Regions from separate parts of the Sus scrofa genome. Here region 1 is linked to region 2. A link is a contact called in public Hi-C data. All regions are on one chromosome and are shown on one strand. The core of a region is the stretch at or near the end of the contact, and the rest is flanking DNA. Distances in the headings are between cores, read along the strand shown.

Region 1 (6,567 bases), core at 3,036-5,535, 380 kb after region 2:
CACTGTGAAGAGCAAAGCTTGAAGGAAGCGGAGGAGTAAGCCATTCGGCTACAGGGGGAGGGAGGTAGGAAATGAAGTCAGGTCACAGTTGTATTAGTGGGACTCCGGTTTCTCTGAATGAGATGAGTAGAAGTCAGAGGGTTGTGAGCAGAGGCGAGAGAGGATTTGATCTGCACTTTATCAGGACCAGCGTGGCGGCTATGTTGAGAACACACAAATGAGGGCAAAGGGGAGGAGACGAAAGTGCATTGGACCAGAGTTGCAACAACAGAGGTGGTGAGAGATGGTCAGATCCTGGATACATTTTTGAAGGCAAAGCAAGATTTGCAGGTGGATTGAAGGTGGAGTTTGTGAAAGAGACAGGAGTGACTGTGGCTGAGCAATTTAAATAATGGAGTTGCCAATGACGGAGCCAGGGAGGACTGGGGTGGAGCATATTTGTGGGGGGAGGTCAAGAATTCAGTTCTGGACATGGTAAGTTTGAGATGTCTGTGAGTTTCAAGTGGTGATGGTAAGAAGTTGTTGGATAAGAGTCGGAGGCTCAAGAGAAAGCTCTGGACTTAAGCTGCAGGTTTAGAGTCTTTTCTCAGGGTAAAGATGGGATTTACACCCTTGAGACGGAAAGAGAAGGGGGGAGTGGTGTAGTTGAATGAGACCCCAAAACTGAGCCTAAGGGCTGAAAAGAGTAAGGTGTGGCCATTGAAGGGGTTGGGGAGAAAAAATGAGGGAAGGAAGGCGGAGGTGACTGGAGAATTATTCGAGGCTGTGGTTCATCCCAGTAGAATCAGAATAGAGTCTTGGTCATCATTCATGGTGGGCAAAGGGCCTGCCTCTAGCTGGTACGATCCCGATGGTCTAATGAGATGCTTCTGCACATGTTCACTGCTACCCCGCACTCTCACAACGGTCTGGTCATTCATTCAACAAGGATGGGCTGAAAGTTTGTATGTGCGCCAGGCCCTGGTCTAGGCACTGTGCGAACAAGCCAGGTAGGATGTGTCCTTACAGAGCTTACAAGCAAGGGGGTGGTGGTGCAAAAAATAAACAACCCAAATAGATAAACAAGAATATTTCTTTCTTTCTTTTTTTTTTTTGTCTTTTCTTTTTCTAGGGCTGCAGCCATGGCATATGGAGGTTCCCAGGCTAGGGGTCTAATTGGAGCTGCAGCCACCAGCCTATGCCAGAGCCACAGCAATGCCAAGATCTGAGCCTCGTCTGCGACCTACACCACAGCTCACGGCAACGCCAGATCGTTAACCCACTGAGCAAGGCCAGGGATCAAACCGCAACCTCATGGTTCCTAGTTGGATTCTTCAGCCACTGAACCACGATGGGAACTCCAAGTACATTTCTAACTCAGAGTGAAAGAATAGAGAATGACCCACTTTGGTTATGGGGATCATGAAAATTCTCTTCCAGAAGGTGACATCTGAGCAGAGACCTGTGTGCTAAAAAGGTGATGACCATCAGATGGGGGGCAGGGAGGGACAAGGATCTGGCTGGAGGAAGCTTCTGGTGCTGCAGGGGACGGTAGAAGACCAGTGTGTCGACGATGGTGGTGATACAGGAGCCACTCACACACGACCTTCTGGGCTATGGTTGGGAATTTGGTTTTATTCGAAATGTGATGAGGTCCCATGCAGTGGGGTTAAGCAGAGGAGTCACGCGATAGAGTTAACATTTCACAGACCTCGCCCGGGTTGATCAGACGGAAAATAGACTATAGGGGGTTAGAGCGGTGCTAGGGGAAGAGTTGCGAGGATTTTCTTTCTTTTTTTGTCTTTTTAGGGCCGCATTCGCAGCATAAGGCCATAGGGAGGTTTCCAGGCTAGGGCTTGAATTAGAGCTGTAGCCGCTGGCCTACACCACAACCACAGCAAGGCCAGATCCGAGCTGCGTCTGTGCCCCACATCACAGCTCACAGCAACGCTGGATCCTTAACCCACTGAGCGAGGCCAGGGATGGAACCTGCATCTGTCCTCATGGATACTAGCTGGGTTTGTTTCTGCTGAGCCACTGCGGGAACTTCAGGAAGGTTTTCTGGCACAGGCCATAGGTGGTGACTTGGACAAGGATGGACCAGGATGCACCTTGGATTAGATGAGTGAATGGGGCAAGCAGTCAAATATATCAAGCTCTGCTTTGGGTCCAGGCCTATATAAGGCCAAGAAAGGTACCTCGGGGAGACACGGTCCTTGCCCTCAGCTTACTTAGTGTTGAATTATGTGAAACTCAGACCACACACATAAAGGTGCCATGTAAACACAAAGCAACCAATAAATCAGTGCACAGGCGTGGCTAACTAGGTGCAGAAAAGGGACTGGAAACAGCAACTGGCTACCCTGCAAAGGAGAGACTTGGGAGCCTGTTTTCCAGTGGGCATCAGGCAGAAGGGTCCTGAGCAGCGCTACCCGCCCCAGCCCAAGCCCATGGCCTGCAGTTCATTGGATTGTCTAAGAACCTGGCTCCAGGCTCCAGTTTCCCAACTCATTCCGAGTTCAGAGAAACGGGTGACTCAGGGGAGGTCCCTCCCGGCACGCTACGTTCCCGGCCAGCCTTGAGTGACTCATTACCTCGCTCTCTCCCTCACCGCTGACCCCGGGCCAATCCCTTAATGAGTCTACACCCCACTCTTCTCATTTGGCCGGGACAATTGCCTGGTGGAATTTTTAGCTCCCCGGGGGCAGGGCTTATGTCAGCAATCGTCCAGGTTCCTCGAGAGAGGCTTCTCCTAGGGTCTGGAGGAGGGTAAAACCCCTGTGTGGACCCCAAGGCCCCAGACTCTCTCCAGGCACCCCAGGGGGGTTTTAATGCCCGTGCTTTCTTCTAATTTCAGAACCTTTCAACAGCATTTTATACACAATTCAATTTCGCAATTCCTGAGGTCCTGGAGGATTCTCCCTTGGACACCTCATGGTAGAAATTTGCTTGGGGAGGTGTGTGTGTGGAGGGGGGGGTAGAAGCAACCACAGCAGGCCCCCAAAGTTTGCAAAGCAGAGATCAAAGGCAATGGGAAGTGAAAGCGCCGAGGACTGAGAAACCTGCTCCAGGGGCAAGGGGACCCGGGCGCTAGGGGGGCGGGCCAGTGATGTGCTCGCCCGCGCAAACACAAGCGGGCAACGAGTAATGGGGGAGAGAGCTCAGCTCCCCTGCAATGAGCTAACCCGCCGCAGCAGAGGCTCAGGCGGCGCGCAAGGGCTACGGGGTCGCTCGCCTGGGTCCCCGGGCTGGCGTCTCAGCGCCGCCTACTTCCAATGTATCCTGTCGCAGACAGGCAACTCTTGAGCATCCCCCAACAAGCCTTGGGCGGGAGTGGCGCCCGCAGTCCTCCTCTCTCCCCATCGCCTGAGCTCGCCGCCCAGCTAAGACCCGGCAGGTGGACTGGAGCGGACGCACTCTCCTCCCGGCCCCAGCCCCCCTCCGGGACCCTCTCCCAAGCCGGGGTGGCTTCCGCGTCCCAGCCAACGCCCTCAGCCTGCACCCCAAGTTACCTGCCCCGGGAAGTCCCAGTTCGCACGCAGTCCGGACTGTAAAAGGGTGGATTCGGCAGAGCCCAAAGCCACATTCCTAGGGGAGGGGTCCCCACCTAGAGGGTTATGGATCGCGTTACTGGTCCAGGGGAGGAGACAGCGGAAGGGAGAGTAAACAGCGGTAAAAGTTGCATTTAGCTTAGTATCCCCCTCCCCCTCCCCAACACGCTGCGATGCCGGTTGACTCGGGGACACAGTGTCCGCCCAGATCCCGGAGCCCGACAGCCCCGGAGCGGTTTGGCCGGGCAGAGGCACCTTTCCGTTCGCGGAGGCCGCAGTCAGAGTGCAGGCTGAGCTGCAAGGGCTGCCGGGCTCCGGGGCCCGGAGGGCAACCCTAGGCTTCCCGGGGGCAGGAAGCAGAAGCCCGCCGCCGGGCACCAAGGATCTAGAGCAATAACAGACGCATAAATGCGCATAAATAAATCAATGAGCAGCTCTTTGCTGGCAGCAGCAGGGAAACCTCGGGCTGATTAAATGCAGACGTGGGGTGTCTGCCAGGACAGGAGGGCGGCGGGGCAAAGGGAACAGGCGTGGAGGCGAGGGGCGGGGGGAAGGGAGGCCAGGGGCAGAAGCAACCGGTAAGACCTAAAGCCACGTTTTTAAAAAAGGGGGTGAATTGTAAATGCAAACGGTCGGGAGCGGGGAGGGGGGGCGGGCTGCGGGCGTCGGGGCTGGCCCGCCACCCGGGGCAACTTTCCGGGCGGGAGGTGAGGCTGGAGGGGCGGCGCCGGCGGCGGGAGGCGGGAGTCGGGGGCCGAGGGGGGGAGTCACTTTAAAGGCTCTTTCTTACCCATAATGCTTTGTGGGGACGTTGACAAGTGGATCCAAGATGGCGTAGAAAGTAATGACAGGTAAGTCCTGACTTCCCCCTTCTCTGCCGCTGGGACCGCTCCGCGAGCTGCCGGAGCCCTCCGGGGAGGGGACTGGACACCCCTACGGTCCCCGGGCTCCCGGGAGGGGCGGCCCCGGGGCGGGCCGGGGGCCCAGGCGGCCCGCGGCGGGGCCTGGGAAGCGGGGCTCTTCGAGGCGAGGCCCGGACGCTGGGGCTGTTTACAGCTTCTTCCCCTCCTCGGTCCCCTTCCCCTCCGCTGGGGGCCGCGGCGCCCTCGACCCAGGCGGTGAAGGGGACCTCGCAGACCCGGGCCGCGAGCCTGCGGGAGGTTCGTCCAGCCCCAGGCACTTCGGGAGGGGGAGTCGAGCCTCCTCGCACGCTCCCCTCCTCCGGGTCGCGGCTGGGGGTGGGGAGCGTGCGGGCCTCCCACGCCCCGCTCGATTGCCCCCTCGGGGTTCGGACTTCTACTCGAGGTGGGGGCGGGGGCCGGAGGGTGGGCGTCGGCAAAAGTGGGTCAGGAGTGCGCCCCCTCCCCCGCGGAGGGCTCTTGCCCCAGCTTCACTTTCTTCACCCCTTTCTCCGCCCCCTCCTCGGAAATTCTCATTGGCCCATAAACACATCAACAAAAATAAAAACAGACTCTCCTTTCCTGGAGATTCCTTGAAGACTCCCCTTTTCCAGAGCTAAGGGCCTGCATTTTTATCTAGGGAACTTTGATTCTTCTCCCCCCAAATTATTGGAGTCTGCTACACCCTCCCCTGTTGAGAATCCTCCAGCTAGGACTGGAAATCAGCATCTTAGGATTCTTCTTGGGTTGAGATCCTCAGGTTTTGTTTGAAACTCAAAATCGTTATCCTTCTCCCTTAGCACTTACACTTTTCAGGCAAATCATTAATATAATATGTATAAATCCAGAAACAGTGGATTCCTAGAGCTGGGGGCGGGGAGGGAGTGGGGGATGAATAAGTTGTCCTGGCTAGTTTGTTCTTAATTTTACCCTCTCTTAAACTCATGTTAATGAATTTCTTCTTCATTTCTTCTTTTGTTTTTTTGAAAGTCAAGTCAGTCAGTGCTGTTTAAGAGATGACTAGAGATGACTTTTTATGTTTTTGGATTTGAAGAGCATTTTATAATCTATTTTATCACACAGAGAGGAAATGTTTTTATTTTAAAGTAAAACAAACAGACTCACTTACAAAGCTGCATACTGTACCGTTTTGGTAACTTTTTCCATTTGAAATTTAGGTGCTCTTTCACTTCAAGCTGATAAAATATTTGCTACCTAGCATGTCTGTTACTGGTGTTGTATAGACACATTTTACTTTTTCTATTTGCCTCAGGAATTGGATGAAGTAATTGATCACTAAAGAACTACAGTGCTGGTGAGATGTGTAAGGTGAGACTGCGGTTAAAAATGATTTACCTTTTTTTCTTCTTTATTTTAATCAAGTCCTAAGGGTGAGACCGAGACTCCGTAATGTGATGGGGCCATCTTTAGTTCCAAATCACTGACTTAGAGGGTGTAGAGGCAGGAGTAGGTTTAGGAAGGCAAACTGTGTCAAGTGTATCAAACTTCAGTGACTTCAACATTCTCAACCATAGTGGGGCTTATCCAGAGTCAGATGTTATTCGCAGCCATCCTTGATCTGTATCTTCACCAGGGGTAATTATAGTTTGCCTATTTAAATTTCCTTTTGTAACTTTAATTGAATGTCTTAATTTTATCTTTGTTTTGGTGTCCATCGCTTACTCTGCATTGAGTGTTAGTGATTGTGTATGTGGATGTTGTCTGTTCGAAGTTTATAGAACTCCTGTAAAGTACACCCTTTCCACTGGAAAGAATTACCTTATGCACATCTTGCTTCTATTTTCTGTAAAATGGAATAGTACTTGTCTCTCTCATAATTATTTTGAAATAAAAATGGTAGTGTTGTGTTTTGGTTAGCCAATTAGGGATAAGACTGGTTTGTCATTATTTTCTGGTCACGTGTAGTGTGTGAATTCAAAGTGTTGCTTTATTTAATCTTACTTAAAGGCTTTGAATTTATAGGATGTTATTGGTATAGTGTCAGTGCACAGTTAGTGTTCCCTACTGGGGAGAAGGAGAGAGCTTTGCTAATTTTACATTTTTCACAAACAATTTTCTCAACTTTGAAAATATTTTACTATGGTTTATTGAGAGAATGTAAGTCTTTTTTTTTTTTT
Region 2 (6,636 bases), core at 1,974-4,473:
TGGAAAATCCAAAGACTTACTGTAGCTTTAAATACTTTATCCAGGTTTACATCCTCATTATTCCATATCCTCAAGACCTTAAATCAAAACATACACATTAAAAAAGCATTCCAATTTCCATTTACGTACAAAACAAACAGTTAATAAGTCAACACTTGCATTGTTATATAAAACTCTTGAAACTCACCTTATTATCGTGTACAACAATATACTCTCCAGTTTGAAAGTTGCACACAGCTGGACATGTTATAATTTGACCTTGTTTCACTGACCAGCTCCCCAAAGGTTTCTGATCGGAAACCTAATGAAATTAACATACAATATTCAAAAAGTCAGTTTTAGGCATTAAAGCAATTAAATTTACATTTGAAACAAAAGAATAATTCATTAAAAAGATAGCATTCAGGAGTTCCTGTTGTGGCGCAGCAGAAACGAATCCGACTAGGAACCATGAGATTGTGGGTTCGATATCTGGCCTTGCTGAGTGGGTTAAGGGTTGGGCGTTGCCGTGAGCTGTGGTGTAGGTTGCAGATGCAGCTCGGATCCAGCGTTGCTGTGGCCCTGGTGTAGGCCAGTGGCTACAGCTCCGATTCGACCCCTAGCCTGGGAACCTCCATATGCTGCGGGAGCGGCCCAAAGAAATAGCAAAAAGACCAAAAAAAAAAAAAAAAAAAAAAAATTGATTCTGTTATGCCTTTGAACAGGGGCATGGGAAATAAAGAAAGGACAGGTGGAATCATACCAATTCTCATCAGCCACTCTATTCCTACACAGGAACTGCAAAAACCCCACTTGACAGGTAAAAACCAATGGTGTCATCAGAAGAATCAGAACAAGCAAACATATATGGAAATGTTGGCAACCTGTTCCCAAACTTCAAAGCAGACAGCTAGCGTTTTTGCTTTTTTTTTAAACTGAAGTATAGCTGCTGTACAACATTATATGTTACAGGTGTACAATACAGTGATTCACAATTTTAAAGGTTATATACTCCATTTACTGTTATTATAAAATATTGGCTCTATTTCCCATGTTGTACAATATATCCTTGTAACTTATTTTATACCTAGTAGTTTATACCTCTTACTACTTCCCCTTCCTCCATACTGACCCTCCCCCCTCACTCTCCCCACTGGTAACCACTAGTTCGTTTGCCTTATCTGTGAATCTGCTTGTTTCTGTTATAATCATTAGTTTGTTGCACTGTTTTAGATTCCACATATAAGTGACATCATACAATATGTGTCTTTCTCTGACTGATTTCACTTGGCACAATGCCCTTGAAGTCCATCCCTGTCACTGCAATAGCAAAATTTCATTCTTTTTAATGGCTGGGTAGTATTCCAACTGTGTGTGTGTGTATACACACACACACAAACACACATATTAGCGCACGCTCGTCCCCACCCCACCTGTTTTTTACCCACTTGCCTGTTGCTTCCATGTCTTAGCAACTGATTTTAAATAATGCTGCTATTAAACACTGGGTGCATGCATTTTTTTTTTTTTTTTTTTTTTTGCTTTTTAGGGCCAAACCTGCTGCATATTGAAGTTCCCACGCTAGGAGTCAAATTGGAACTGTAGCTGCAGGCCTATGCAACAGCCACAGCAATTTGGGATCCAGCCGTGTCTGCCACCTACACCACAGCTCATGGCAACGCTGGATCCACTGAGCCACACCCACTGAGCCAGACCAGGGATTGAACCTGCATCTTCATGGATACTAGTCAGGTTCATTACTACTGAGCCACAACAGGAACTCCGGTATCTTTTCGAATTAACGTTTCTATTTTTTTTTCAAATATGCACCCAGGAGTTAAACTGCTGGGACTTAATGGAAGTTCTATTTTTAGTTTTTTGAGAAAGCTCCATACTGTCTTCCATGGTGTCTGCACGAATTTACATTCCCACCAACAGTGTATGAGAGTTCCCTTTCCTCCACGTCCTTACCAATATTTGCTATTTGTGTTCTTTTTGATGATGGACATTCTGAGAGGTGTGTGGTGATATCTCATTATAGTTTTGGTTTGCATTTCCCTGACGATTAGCGACTGCTGAGATTGCTAGCTTCTTAAAGATACAGAAACCTGGAGTTCCCGTTGTGGCTCAGCGGTAACAAACAAGAATGGTTCTGATCCTTGATCTCACTCAGTGGGGTAAGGATCCTGGAGCCGTGGTGTGGGTCTCGCAGATCCCCTGCTGCTGCTCACCTAGCCTGGGAACTTATCACGTGCCGCAGGTACAGTCCTAAAAAGACAAAAACAAAAACAAACCAAAAACCCCCCAAAACCAAAAAGAACCCCCAACAAAACCACCCCAAAACCAAAAAAATCCAAAAACAAAAACTCCCGTTAAACTAAGTTCAGCAGCTCACATAAAAATACTTTCTACAAGCCTACTACAAGCAAAGTTTAAGGTGTCGTAGTCCGTCGTTAGACTGAAAAGGGGGCGGGGTGTGTAGATTTCAAGGGACACAACTCCAGATTTCACAGGGTGAACCACAGCTGTCAACAGACCGGTCACTCGGATTTAAAATTCCTACCAAGCTGCCAAGAAAACGAAAAACAAAAACAAAAACAAAAAAAGAAAGAGAAAAAGAAGACACCTACAAAACCTTTTTTCCCGCCTAACGAGTGGTAGGAAATGTTATGGACAGAATGCGAAACTAACATCAATGACATCTCCCACCCAACCAATCTCTGTTCAACCCTTCTGCGGGAGGCCTGGGTAGACAGAGACCCCAGGAGGGGATCTTAGCAAGGCTATCTGAAAGCACAGGTTTCCTTTCCTTTCCTAGTCTAGCCCACGTGCACTTAAGATGCTCTGCCGCCTGCAACTCGGAGATATGCCTTGCTCTTCGGGGAAACAATCGAGTCAGATTCTAACCTCACTCAGCGTCCCGAAGAGGCCATGCCGCCTCTCCACTAAGTCTGCTGAACGATGTCCCCGAAGCTGTGAGAAACCCGTGGTTACGACTTCGCGCTCAGAAAGGGGCGAAACGGCAACGAGGGCGTTCCAAGACTATCGCTCTCACCTTATAGAGAATGACCGTCCTGCCGCTGTCCGTCACTAGAAATTGGTCTGTTTTGTCGCTCTGCTCCACTCCTAGGGGTCCGTCAGGCCCAGAACCCAGGGGTACCGCAGTCAACGTGAATCCCTCCTCCAGGGCTGCCATTTTGGCCCAACTTACGCACGGCCGCGCAGCCCTCCCGGCAGGCTTCGCGCTTTCTCTCGCGAGAACTAGGAGGCCGACTGGCACTAAGTGAGAAACCTGCTTGCGGAGTCTGCGACCTCTGGCGGGCAGAGATCGCTAGTGGCGCTGCGGTCGACGTCGGGTGGGCGGGGCCTGGAACTTGCGTCTAGACTCCGCCTCCCAGGCCAGAGTCCCGAGTCCCGGATGCACCGCTCTGTGGGGAAAGGGTGGGTGGCAGGGGAAACCTTACCTGTTGGGTGGTATCGCCGCTGAGCCTTTTTCAGCTACGAATTTGAGAGGCTGAGGGGTGGGTGTGGCAAGTGGCGGGATATAAATAAACTCAATGTTTTCACTTGAAGCGAACTCTCTAGGAATTCCTTCCACAGCTTCTTGGAATAATGTCCCAAGGGAAAAATATTTCTCTCTTCAGATTAACTCTTAACGTGCTGAACTGAAATGCCTAATCCCCCCTGCTTCTCAGAACCCGCCGCAAAGATCTAGTCTCTGCGGCCTTTCGGGCCTCCCAGGTTTTCTCTCCCGGTTCTCTGAGCACCGGCGGGGACATCTCTCCAGCTTTTAGGAAATTCAGACTTGTCCCAGGAAGCGGATGACGTCTAAGGTCCCCCTGGGCAATTTTTGGCAAAGCCATTTCCTTGGGAGGTTTTTGAGATAAACGTGACTAACGCAGTCAATACTGTCAAAACTCAGAAAAGATAAATCGTGCATGTTCTTAGGGAGGAAACATCTAAATAGGCGATTACCAGGCCACAAGCATTACAACACAGGAGAAAGGCTATGCAGCTATTATGAAAGAAGTACGTAGCTACCGTAAATTCTTAATAAGGATAACAGGTCTTCTTTTTCTTTTTTTTTGTCTTTTTTGCCTTTTCTAGGGCCGCTTCCGCGGCATATGGAGATTCCCAGGCTAGGGGTCTAATCGGAGCTGTAGCCACCGGCCTACACCACAGCCAGAGCAACTCGGATCCGAGCCATGTCTGCAACCTACACCACAGCTCACGGCAACGCCGGACTTAACCCACTGAGCAAGGGCAGGGATCGAACCCGCGCAACCTCATGGTTCCTAGTCGGATTCATTAACCACTGCGCCACTACGGAAACTCCGAGATCTTATTTTTCAAAGTATCTAAGGCGTTTGGCTTTAAATTTGTGGCTCCTTTATTTGGAAAAGAAATACTGTGAGATTCAGCCTAGACATCCTGGCCTCTATGAAACCTTTCTTTTCCTCCCGGCACAATCAGCCTGTCTGGGGAATCGTGTTTAGCACCCACTGTCCATGTTTAGGATGCTAGCCTAGACACATCCTTCTCCAGGAAGTCTTCTCTGACTCTCTGAGACTGGATCAAATGTCTAATTTGGGGCACCAGTGTTATCAGAACATCCATTTGGATGGTTACTCATACATGTCCTCATATAGATGGCCGGTTACTCATACATTTCCTTCATTCTGTTTATTTCTTTGAAGGATTTATCACTAGTATCTGGCATAATGCCTGTCCCATAAATATTTGTGGGGCCAACAGTGAAAGCTTATTCATGGTATTGTATATGTGCTTTTCCTCTTTTTCAGCTGGACGACTTTAAAACAGGGGTTCTCAAACTTAGTGGTTTCAGGATTCCTTTACTCTTAAAAAGTATTGAGGACTGAAAAAAGCTTTTGTTTTCAATGGGGTGTATAAGGATTGATACTGACTGTATTAGAAATTAAAAGGGAAAAATTGATAAATAGATATTCATTCATTTTAAAATAATAAACCCATTACATGTGAACATAAATAATGTCTTTATGAAGAATAACTTGAAAAATAATTTTGTTAGAAGAGTGGCATTGTTTTACATTTTTGCAAATCTCTTTAATGTCTGGCTTAGTAACAGATAACCAGAGTATCACATCTGCTTCTGCATTCAGTCCCTTGTGGTATCATCTGACATATACTATAAAAGTGCCATGTAGTACACCAAAAACGGAAAGTAACGTCTGAATAGTTTGTCTTCACAGGATCTCTGGAAGGGTCTCAGGACCTAGAGTTGCCGTTGAAAAGCAATTTTAGGGAGCAAGGTTATCTGCCTAGAAAGGGGGAAAGAAGCTTCTCAGTTTCAGAAAAGGGGGATGGAGCAACCTTTCCAAGTGCTGGAGTCTGGACTAAGTGTAAAGACCATTGAGGGTGGAGTTCCCTGGAGGCTCATCGTTGGGTTAAGAATCTGGTGTTGTCACTGCTGTGCAGTGAGTTCCATCCCTGGCCTGGAAATTTCCACATGCCAGGGGCGTGGCCTCCAAAAACCGAAAAACAAAAGAGATCCCAAGGGAGTCAAAACAGGAAGAAAAACTGGGAGGGCTTTCACCTTGGAAGTGAAAACTAAGCCCTGCTGCCTGATGCTCAGAAGACCTCAGGACCAGGAAAAGAACAGCTGCACCAGGCATATTTCTGAACTTACAGATGCTAAGAATCGGAACAACTTCCGACTCTTATTTTTAGTCCTAGAAAAGATTACAGGACTGCAGATAGATTTTTTTTTCTTTCTTTCTCTTTTTGGATAGGTATAATGGGCTGAATTGTGTCCACCCCCCCTCCCCTCTAAACTCATATGTTGAAGTCCAACCTCCAGCGCCTTAAAATGTGGCTGTACTTGGAGCTAGGGCTTCAAAGTTCCCAGTTTTTAAAGTAATTAAGATGACAATGCTGCTGAGAATGCTTTTTTTTTTTTTTTTTTTTTTAATGGCCATGCCCACGGTATATGGAAGTTCCTGGGCCTGGGACTGAATCTGAGCCATAGCTGCAGCAACACTGGATCCTTTAATGCACGTCTCTGCAGTTGGATTCTTTTTTTTTTTTTTTTTTGTCTTTTGTCTTTTTGTCTTTTGTTGTTGTTGTTGTTGTTGCTATTTCTTGGGCCGCTCCCGCGGCATATGGAGGTTCCCAGGCTAGGGGCTGAATCGGAGCTGTAGCCACCGGCCTACGCCAGAGCCACAGCAACGCGGGATCCGAGCCGCGTCTGCAACCTACACCACAGCTCACGGCAATGCCGGATCGGTAACCCACTGAGCAAGGGCAGGGACCGAACCCGCAACCTCATGGTTCCTAGTCGGATTCGTTAACCACTGCGCCACGACGGGAACTCCCTGCAGTTGGATTCTTAACCCACTTCCCCCTAATCCAATATGACTGGTTTCATTATAAGAAAAGGAGATGAGGACACGGACAGAGGAGGCCATGTGAATACACAGGGAGAAGCTTGCTCTCTACAAGCCAAGGAGCGAGGCCAAAAGAAAAATCACCCTTGCTGACACACACACTTCCAGCCTCCAGAACGTGAGAAAATAAATTTCTGTTGTTTAAGCCTACACCACAGCCATAGCCACAGCAAGGTCAGATCCAAGCCATTTCTGCAACCTACACCACAGCTCATAGCAACACCAGATCCTG

The links. Hi-C and Micro-C count contacts between places; a contact is called where the count stands out from the background.
Region 1: a Hi-C map of liver shows a contact between it and region 2, with 10 times the contacts expected there. The contact joins the promoter of HELZ here to the promoter of NOL11 in region 2. A contact is called at or near these places in 1 of 5 promoter capture datasets (liver) and 2 of 47 Hi-C or Micro-C datasets (epiblast stem cells and liver).

Annotation. Positions count from the first base shown.
Region 1 is chr12:13,652,697-13,659,263 of Sscrofa11.1, reverse strand. It overlaps HELZ (probable helicase with zinc finger domain), which reads left to right and starts at 4,285. Exons shown (of 34, transcript XM_021066750.1): 1 at 4,285-4,381; 2 at 5,703-5,758. LOC102161720 (a long non-coding RNA gene) reads right to left here and starts at 4,171. Exons shown (of 2, transcript XR_001299812.2): 1 at 3,492-4,171.
Region 2 is chr12:14,032,236-14,038,871 of Sscrofa11.1, reverse strand. NOL11 (nucleolar protein 11) reads right to left here and starts at 3,223. Exons shown (of 18, transcript XM_003131277.5): 1 at 3,035-3,223; 2 at 188-301; 3 at 21-77. The coding sequence starts at 3,175.